Linked DNA regions of Callithrix jacchus: region 1 is linked to region 2. A link is a contact called in public Hi-C data. All regions are on one chromosome and are shown on one strand. Each heading gives the region's core, a stretch centred on a gene start, on an enhancer-like site or on the middle of the called end of the contact. The rest is flanking DNA. Distances are from core to core; before and after follow the strand shown. Region 1 overlaps GABRD (gamma-aminobutyric acid type A receptor subunit delta). Region 2 holds the start of TMEM52 (transmembrane protein 52).

What was found. A called contact is a pair of places that touch in the nucleus more often than the background predicts.
Region 1: a Hi-C map of skeletal muscle shows a contact between it and region 2, with 5 times the contacts expected there. The contact joins the enhancer-like site here to the promoter of TMEM52 in region 2. A contact is called at or near these places in 2 of 3 Hi-C or Micro-C datasets (induced pluripotent stem cells and skeletal muscle).

Annotation. Positions count from the first base shown.
Region 1 is chr7:40,100,502-40,105,178 of calJac240_pri, reverse strand. It overlaps GABRD (gamma-aminobutyric acid type A receptor subunit delta), which reads right to left. Exons shown (of 10, transcript XM_078330070.1): 8 at 4,439-4,594; 9 at 3,964-4,181; 10 at 3,023-3,765. The coding sequence ends at 3,466. Among named protein-coding and RNA genes, the nearest start is that of GABRD, 12 kb to the right of the region's middle. Within about 2 kb of position 2,183, at least 4 of the 16 cell types and tissues checked have an H3K27ac peak or open chromatin away from gene starts, as enhancers often do. A contact at or near this core is called in skeletal muscle, where this site is marked.
Region 2 is chr7:39,986,744-39,991,293 of calJac240_pri, reverse strand. It overlaps TMEM52 (transmembrane protein 52), which reads left to right and starts at 1,430. Exons shown (of 6, transcript XM_054258693.2): 1 at 1,430-1,459; 2 at 1,777-1,848; 3 at 1,942-1,985; 4 at 2,095-2,136; 5 at 2,599-2,777; 6 at 2,856-3,435. The coding sequence starts at 1,780. The coding sequence ends at 3,136. CALML6 (calmodulin like 6) reads right to left here. Exons shown (of 5, transcript XM_035307392.3): 2 at 4,419-4,550; 3 at 4,132-4,276; 4 at 3,954-4,054; 5 at 3,731-3,881. The coding sequence ends at 3,835.

The sequences.
Region 1 (4,677 bases), core at 934-3,433, 110 kb before region 2:
CTTAAGGGGGCCCGAAATCCTTCGCAGGTCCCTGAGAAGAGAAGAGACAGAGGCAGCAGAGTGACTCGGAGACAAGGCAGAGCCTTGGCAGTGTGCCTGCCAGCCCGGGATGGCCAGGGGTGCCTGGCAGAGACAAGGCAGAGCCTTGGCGATATGCCTGCCAGCCCAGGACAGCCAGGGGTGCCCGGCAGAGACAAGGCAGAGCCTTGGCGGTGCGCCTGCCAGCCCGGGATGGCCAGGGGTGCCTGGCAGCTCCAGAAGCAGGAGGGGGCAGGGGGAGGGTGCTCCCCAGAGCCTCCAGAGGAAATCAGCTCTGCAACACCTTGATTTGGGGCATTCGGCCTCCAGAACCAGGAGATGACGGATTTCTGTCGTTTTAAGGTGCTTGGTTCATGGTAGTCTGTTTAGGCAGCGGACAGCCCCAGCCCCAGGTAAACTCCCAGCACCCAAGTCTTTGCTTCAGGCTCTGTTTCTAGGGGAACCCACATAAGGACTCTCTTGGGTGTGAGCTCCGTGTGGCCTTGCTGGAGGGGAGGGCCGGGGTGATGGCTGATGCCTGCCCTACCCCTACCACGGACAGAGAAGCTGGACACTATCCCCTACCTCCTGGCCCCTCTAGCCCCACCTGCAGCCTCCAGCCTTGGGGAAGAGGGGGCCCTGCTCTCAGGGGTCACTCAGGGGTCAACATTCATGGCACACAGTCCAGCCTTCCATGGAGGCCAGGAAGCCACCAGCCCCCAAAGGCTTGTCCCTGCTGGGATGAGGGCGCACAGAGTCCTGGCAGCCTCTCTGCCCATCAACCTCAGCCCCAGGTTCCTCAGCCCCAGGTTCCTCCGTCCCAGGCAACATGGCCTCCCCCTCCCAGGCAGGTTCCCTTCTGCTGCAAACCCTGACCCACCCCCACCTTCAGTCTGCTCCTGCCCTCACCACCAGAATAAAAGGGAATAGAAGTCGAGTTTGAAAGCGTGCACCCTCCCGTCCTTCTTCCTGGCCCTGTAAATATGTGGGCAGAAACAGCAGCCTGCCGGGGGGAGTGTGTGCTGGTTGCAGAAATCAGGCACGGCTGCTGCCCAGGAGGGCCTGGTTGCGTGGGTGCCCGAGGCAGTTGCAAAGGCTGGCTTTAAATAGCTTCCCGTGGGTACGAGCCTGAGAAAGAGGGCAGCCTGTGGCCACAAGGAGGACAAAGCAGAGATGGGGCCCAGGGTCCTCCCAACAGAGAGGGGTGTGAGGGGTGGCCCAATAGCCTCCATGTCCAGGGGCCACCCCCAAATAGTTCCCAGAATCTTGAACCTACCCACCCTTCCCCCAAAGGCCCAGGAGTTGGAGCCGAACCCCCGGCTGCCCTGGGTGGAAGGCCTGCCCCTGGGTCAGGAGCCTGGAGGCCTGGGGTGGGGGGCGGTGGTGTTAGCCTCAGGCCCAGACTGTAGCTATAGGGTGTGCCATCTGCGGCCTGGGCCCTCTCCCCAGATCAATGTGGGCTCCAGGGAGGAGGGAGCGGAACCCTGCAGAGAGGCCCAGGGAGCAGAAGGCCAGAGGCGGAATGGTGAGCCAGCCCTGCAGGGGTGTCCCTGTCGTTGGACAGGGAGCTGGCCGGGCTCAGCCTGCTTTGCCCTGGTGTCAAGAGGTGGCTCGAAGCCGAAGCTGACCCAGATCCAGCTCTGCTGCTCCCGGCCACCTGTTCTCTGCTTGCCCCAAAGCTTGCATCTGATCTGTGGCCGCACCAGAGCCCGGTCCGTCCCACCCCCAGGATGCCCTGCTGAACCTCACAGCCTTGCCCTGCAGAGCAGGGGCCCAAAATGACAGCCTGGGAGTGAGGAGTGGCTGTTAATAGGTGGCGTGGGGGGTTCCAGCAGGGGACAGAGGTGCAGCATGGGGCCATGGTCTGGGTGGGAGGGGGTAATGCCCTCATCTGCTCTGGCACAGCCTGGCCCTGGGGGCGGCAGCTCCGCCTGCATCCATCCCTAGGTGCAATGCCTGGGCCTCAGGGGCGACCTGATCTCACTGCCCGCTCAGCCCATCAGGGCAGCCACAGGTCATGCTGAAGACAGGTGGCTCATACAGTCACCCCGGGTCCTTGGTGTCATGGGGGTGGGGCCCCCAGACTCAGTTGCCACCCTGATTCCACGGGGCACTGGCCTGGCTGGCTTTGCCACCTTGCAAGCCACCGTGTGGTGGCTCCAGATGCCTGGATCCTGCTGCAATGGCAGGGCCTTGGCAGATGCTCCAACTGCTCCCTTCCGGCTCTTCCTCAAGTTGTGACCCAGCACCCTGGAAAACCTGGACCCCGCATTCAGAGCTGCCCATTAGCTGCCCGATGGCCGGAGGGGTCCTTGGGCTGCAGGGTGGTCACCCTGTGTCCGTGGCAATGGCCACAGGTGGGAAGGGGCTGTGGTGTTTACGGGGCCTTGGTGGCCTCCGAGAGCCTATCCTCACATACAAGAGGGGGCCATGGTGGCACCTACCACTGGACAAGGGCCCAGGGACCAAGGGGATAGCAGACCCTCTCTCCCCCTCCAGGCCTCCTCTGCACCTCGGCCCTCCGTCAGTACCCCAGACATGGCTCATCTGGGGTGCAGTCCCTGAGCCCCTGTGTCACCAAGTCTCTGTCCCCGTCTGGTGTTGAGCCCCAGGATCCCAGGAAGGCACCTCAAAAGCCCTGGCTGTGGGACCAGCAGCCCTGAGTTCACTCCATCCCAGGGTCACCACAGGCTCCTGCCTCGCACCCCTGGAGAAAATGGCCTTATTACAGCCCAGGGACACAGATAGGAGACCCAGTGAAGCCAGCATCACAAAACCTGGCTCCTCACTTCCCGAAGCCTGCCCAGCTTCTCGGGACCCTGCTCCTCTGTTCCCCTAGGTGAGGTGTGCCTGGCCCTGGGTGAGGTGTGTTCGGCCCTGGGTGTTCAGTGAGCTTCCACAGCTAGCTCCCACCAAACGCCGCCCAGGAGCCTGCAGCTGGAGAAGGGTGTCCGGCAGCTGGGGTGGGCTCCAGGCAGCTGGACGGGAGTGAGGTGCTGCATAGTTAGAGAGAAGGAACCGGCCCCGGCCAAGGCTTTATTTCATGCTGGGACCAGCGAGACCTCACAGACGCCTTTGTTGTTCACCGGGTGGACGTCCGATCCCGCCTCCTCCCACGCGCTCATCCTGACCCCGCAGAGCAAAGACCTAGAAACCAGGATCACTTTCTGAGGCTAAAAATCCACAGCTCCTGTAGGGCCCAGACCCCAGCCGGGCTCGGCCTCTTGGTCACACTGTCTGCTGCTTCGTCTGTGCGGGTCTCACGCCACCTGCCGGGAGCTCCGGGCGGTCCTTTCGGGTGAGGCTGGGGTCCAAGCTCAGGAGGCCGAAGCTTCCCCTTGTTTTCTGTGGCCGAGGGTCATCCCACCTCGAAACACGGCCTGAGGGCTCCTTCTCCCAGGAAGTTTCTGGGCAGCAGGACAAGCGAGGTTGGCCTGGGTCCTGTGCTCACATGGCGTACGCCGCCCAGTAGATGACATTGACGGCTGCGAACGCCGCGGGGAACACGGCGCGGGCGTAAATATCGATGGTGTCTGCGTCGATGGGCCTGAGCCGGGCGCGAATGCCCCCCTGGCCTCCGGAGCGGGCTGCCCCCTCCTTCTTGGTCTCCCCCGTCTCCACCCCCACCGACCTGTAGGAGCCCATCAGGTTCCCTGGGACGCGGCGCTGCCGGCGGGAGATGGCCAGCTCCTGTGTGACGCCGGCGGCAGAGAGGGAGAAGAGGACGATTGCGTTCCTCACATCCATCTGCACAGGGCCAGTGGGGGAGACAGGGCTGAGTGCTGGGGTGTAGCTCCCAGGCCCTGGACCACAGGTACTCCCAAACGGGGCCCCAGCCCCCCACACTCAGGGAGCGCAGCAGGGACCTGCAGTGGGCGGGGGCAGCTGAGGGGTCCTGGTCGGGGCCCCCAATAGCACTGTCTCTGGCTCAGCCCCAGGCCTCACCTCTGCCCTGGGCCTGGAGACCTTGACCTTGGCCTTCTGCTTCTGCTTCTTCCTGTAGTCCGCGTTGAAGTGCGCGAAGGCATACTCCACCAGAGCGGCAAACACAAAGACGTAGCAAATCCAGAAGTAAACATCCAGGGCCTTGATAGCCGACGCCCGCGGCAGGGACGAGCGGGCACTGACCATGAGTGTGGTCATCGTCAGTACCGTGGTGATGCCTGTGGGCGCAGGGGGTGCATCACTGTAGCCCTGCCCTCACACCGCCCGGCCCAGCCTCGGCGCCTGTGACCCACATCCCCATGCCCACCCCAGGGAGCAGGTACTGCTCCCCTGACTTGGCCTGGTCTGGCTGGTCATTGCCCCAGAACAGTTGGCAGGGTCCGGAGGCCAATGCTGGGCCCCCAGCCAAGGGGTAGGGAGTCCTGCTCCCAGGTGCCCCTTCCAGCTCCCTTGGAGCAGCAGTGAAGCCCCATACCTAGAGACACCCTGGCGGGCACTGCTGCCTGACTGATCCAGAAGGAGACCCAGGACATGGCGACCAGCAGGACGGAGGGCATGTAGGACTGGATGATGTAGACGCCTCGGTTCCTCCGCAGGTGGAAGTGCAGGCTGAGCCGCGGGAACTGGCCGGCTGCGGGGACAGCCACCATCAGCCCCACCGTCCCTGCCCAGCCCAGTCCACCGCGGGACTCTAGGGAATCAGGCTTTGGCAGC
Region 2 (4,550 bases), core at 181-2,680:
CACTCATACTATCTACTATTATATGATTATATAGAGAGGATTATATAAAGGGATTCTTCAAGCCCTAATTTTTTTTTTTTTTTTTACTTTTTTCTTTTTTTAAGATGGGGTTTCACCATGTTGGTCAGGCTGGTCTTGAACTCCCAACCTCAGGTGATCCACCTGCCTTGGCCTCCAAAGTGCTTGGATTACAGGCGTGAGCCACCACACCCGGCCCCCAAGCCCTAATTCTATAAACTAAATATGATTATATAAAGGATTATATAAAAGGAAATTGCTGAGTAGTAACACTATAAAGTGAGATATTCTTCAAGCCCTAACTGTGCCGGGGTTCTGCTTAGTTCTCATTCCTCGGTGACTATATGGGAGGTTACCCACCCTGGGCAGGCAGGAAGGGCCCTTGAGGGCCATGGCACAGGCTCTGGGAGGTACAAGGCAGCTTCGGGCAGAGCCCAGCAGTGGAGGAAGCAAGGCGGTGAAGGGCAGGTGTGGGCAGAAGATCCACTCAGAGGAGGCCTTGCCCTCCAGGGTCACTGCCCTTGTCGGGGTGGGGACACTGAGCAGCGCCCACACGTGGAACGTGTTCTGAGTAAGGGGTGGGTGCTCCTCCTGCAGCAAGATGGACCCTGCCCCTTAGCCTGACTACCAGAAAGACAGTGTGCTGCTGGTCCCACGGGGAGCAGAGGGCAGCAAGAGCCTAACAGGGGCCCTGGCTTGGCAGCAGAGGGATAAGGGTCAGGGGTCCCCTGGAAGAAATGGCCCCCGGCACAGTGAGTAGCAGGCATTGCAGGCTGAGGGAATGGGAATAGAGGCCACATTCCCCAGGTGGGGCATGGTCCCCAAGGCCAAGTGCTGTAGGAAAGTGGTCTGCACCCAGCGCCTCAAGGGCCCAGAGCCAGGTCCAGGCTCCAGCCTCGAGGGCCAGCCCGCAGGCAGTTCCTGCAGCACAGGTGCACAATCAGTGTCCAAACACCGCGTTCGGGAAGCCCAGCATCCCGGTGGCGAGACCCTCCAGTTCAACCTGGAGCCTGCGTGCGAGATTGGACCCCAGGAACCACACCCAAGGGAGCCACGACTTTCTAGGCCAACTCCCGAGGGTCCCCGGGCCAAGCCCAGACCAGCTGCAAAGCAGGCCGGGTTCGGCCGGGGTTGGGGCGCCTTGCCCGGGTTGAGGGCGAACCCCGCCCACCATCGCCTCTCGGGTGGAGCTGCGGAGTTAGGCTAGCGACGGACGAGACCTCGGAACACGTTGGGCGTGGCCCAGTGGGAGGGGATTGCGTTGGGCGGGGACTGTGGGCGTGGTTTACACTGGGTGCGGTAGTGGGCGGGGTTTGCATTGAGAGGAGGCCCAGCGAGTGGGCGTCTTGCGAGCGACGCCTCCTGTGGGCGGGGCCTGTGGCGAAGGGGCTCGCGCCGAACGAGGCCTAGTGGGCGGGGTTTACGCTGCGTGGGGCGTCCGGTAAGCGTGGGGCGTCCGGTAAGCATGGGGCGTCCTGTAAGCGTGGGGCGTCCTGTAAGAGTGGGTCGTCTTGCAGGCTTGTGCCCCCCCTGAGGGGGGGGGCCTGTAGCGAGCGGGGCCCGGTGGGCAGGATTTACGCTGCGTGGGGCGTCCAGTAGGCGTGCTCTCCTGTGGGCGGGGCCTGAGGCCAGCGAGGCCCGGCGGGTGGGGTTTGCGCTGAGGGGGGCGTTATGTGGGCGTGTTCTGTGATGGGTGTGTCCTGTGGTGGGCGGGGCTCCATAGAGCCTCGCCGCCGGGCTCTGTTCCAACCTCCTCAGAGCATGGCTCTAGGGCTGCTGCCGGCCCTCGGGCTCCGGCTACTGCTGCTGCTGCTCCTGACGCTGCCGCAGGTGGGTCGGGCCGCGCCCTCTCTCGGTTCGGCCACAGTGGGCCGGGTCCGTGCTCGGACCACGCCCCTCTCGGGCTCACCCCTGTCCCCACAGGTGGCGCTGGGTTTCGCGGACCGAAGCTGCGACCCCTCGGACCAGTAAGTCGGGGCGGGAGGGAGCCGGGGCCGGCCCCACCCTTGGGGAGGCGCGGGCGTCGTCGTCGGCGGACCGGTGACCCACCTGCTCCAGGTGCCGCCGTCCCCGCAGGTGCCCGCCTCAGGCCCGCTGGAGCAGCCTGTGGCATGTGGGGTAAGTGGAGGCCGCGGCTGAGCCGTGCGTCCGACGGTTCTGGGGCGGGGGTCACCGAGGCCACTCCCGCCAGGCCCTTACCTCAACAGGCCGCCTCCCTCCGCTGTCACCCAGCCCCAGCCACTGGCTGGAACTGGCCTCGAGCAAGCAGGACTTACCTCCCACTCCTCCCGCCTGGCCTCCACGGGAAGCCCTCACGATCCCGGTCAGCAGTGGGGCAGCCGCTGAGGGCAGCACGTCCTGGGAGTGAGCCCAAGGCCATCCTTGTAGCCTGAGAGAGACAGCCAGGGCAGGCCCAGCAGCCAGAGGCCAGATTCTGGCCACAGCAGCCTCCGACGTGGAGAGACATTATCTGCTTTTTATCCTGTTAACCTGTCTTGGGTGGTTGTGCCACGGCATTCCCCACGGTGCAGGTGCCCGGTGGCTGAGGGTCAGTCCAGTGGTGGGGACTTGCTGTCCTAGGCTGGTCCTGCTGGCAGTCCTCCTGCTGCTGCTGTGCGGGGTCACAGCTGGCTGTGTCCGCTTCTGCTGTCTCCGGAAGCAGGTGCAGGCCCGGCCACATCTGCCACCAGCACGGCAGCCCTACGACCTGGTGGTCATCCCGATGGACAGTGACAGCCCTGTACACAGCACTGTGACCTGTGAGTGCCTAGGGGCCCGCCTGGTGGGTGTAGAGATGTCGGGGTAAATGCCAAACCACCCACTCTGGTTCCCTGCAGCCTACAGCTCTATGGAGTACCCACTGGGCACGCAGCTGCCCCTGCCCTTCGGGGAGCTGGACCCCGACTCCATGGCTCCTCCTGCCTACAGCCTGTACTACCCTGAGCCTCCACCCTCCTACAATGAAGTTGTCAAGATGGCCAAGCCCAGAGAGGAAGGGCCGGCACCCTCCCAGAAACCCAGTCCTCCCCTTGGGGCCTCAGGCCTAGAGACCACTCTAATGCCACAAGAATCAGGCCCCAGTACCCAATACCCACCCTGTAGCTCTGCTGCCCCTTGAAGGAGGTAGGAGAACAGACCAGAGCTCGGAGAACTGGCACTTGGAGCCAAGGGCCCGCAGCCCACCCCACCATCCAGAACATTGCTGTGGCCCAGGTACTGTGTTACACCGCCAGCCAGCCCAGCAGGCTGCATGGCGTCACCCCTGAGGCAGGCTGCTGCTTTCAGCCTCAGCCCCTTGCCCAGCCCCAGCAGACTCTCAGGCTGGAGGAAGCCCCCTGGGCCTGAGCCTTGGGTGGGAGCTCAAGGCCAGCTGTGACATCTGCATCTTCTTGGAGAGAGAATAAAGTTTGTATGTAAGTGGGCTCTGCCTATGTGGGAAGGACTCTGGGACTCCAGAGCTCTGGGAGGAACCCTTGGGTAGCCAACCCCCAGTGCCAGCAGGCAGGGCGAGCGAGTGGTTCCCAGCCTGTACCCCGTCCAGCCTTCAGGCTGCCATTCCTAGCCCTGAGCTGGGCAATGAGTGGTGTCAGGTGTCGTGGCAGAAGTGACTGGGGCTGTGTTCCCATGGCTGGGCCAGAAAAACTTCTCCTCCAGCCCCATGCCTTTGCCCGTTGCCCCCCACCACAGGCTGGAACAGTGAGGCACACACAGGTCAGGCTGGAACATTTATTTTATACAGAGCTGGGGGAGTGGGTGGACAGGTGGCAGGGGCAGTGGCCTTCCCGGGCAGGCCTCCCACGGCTGCAGCAGCTGTGCCTACTGGACCAGCTTGAAGGACTCTCCAGTCATCATGGCCACGAACTCTGGGGTCAGAGAGGCAGGTCAGCAGCTTGCCCTGGCCCAGCCAGCAGCTCCCAGGGCTCGAGCCCACTCACCCTCATAGTCAATGGTCCCGTCCCCATCCTTGTCGGCCTCCTTCATCATTTGCTCCGCCTCCACCTCGTTGAGGGGCTCTCCTGCGTTCATGAGCACGTACCTGCGGGACCTGATGCTCAGCCACTCCCTTGGCCCTGCCTGTGCCCGCCTGCCACCCACCGCCCACCTGGGCCCTACTTGAGTGTGTTCCAGTCAATGTAGCCCTTGCCCTCCTTGTCAAAGACGCGGAACGCCGCCCTCAGCTCACTCTCCTGGTTCTGGGCCTTCTCGTGGTAAACTCCCATTAGTGCCAGGAAGCCATCACAGTTGAAGAACCCTTTGTCTGCAAGGAGCACAGCTGGGGCTCACGGGGGGGGTGGCATAGCACTGCCCATGGGCTCTGCCTCTTCCCCCTCGTGGGTACTGAGACCTGACCCAGGGCCGCACCCTGAGGCTGCCCACCCCCCCCGACAGCACAGGCTCACTGTCTTTGTCCACGTCCTTGGCCATGGAGGCCAGCTCGCTCTTGGTGGGGTTGATGCCCAGCAGGCTCATGAGCCGCTCCAGCTCCCCGGTCTTCACCTCCCCATTGCCCTCCTCATCAAACATCTCAAAGA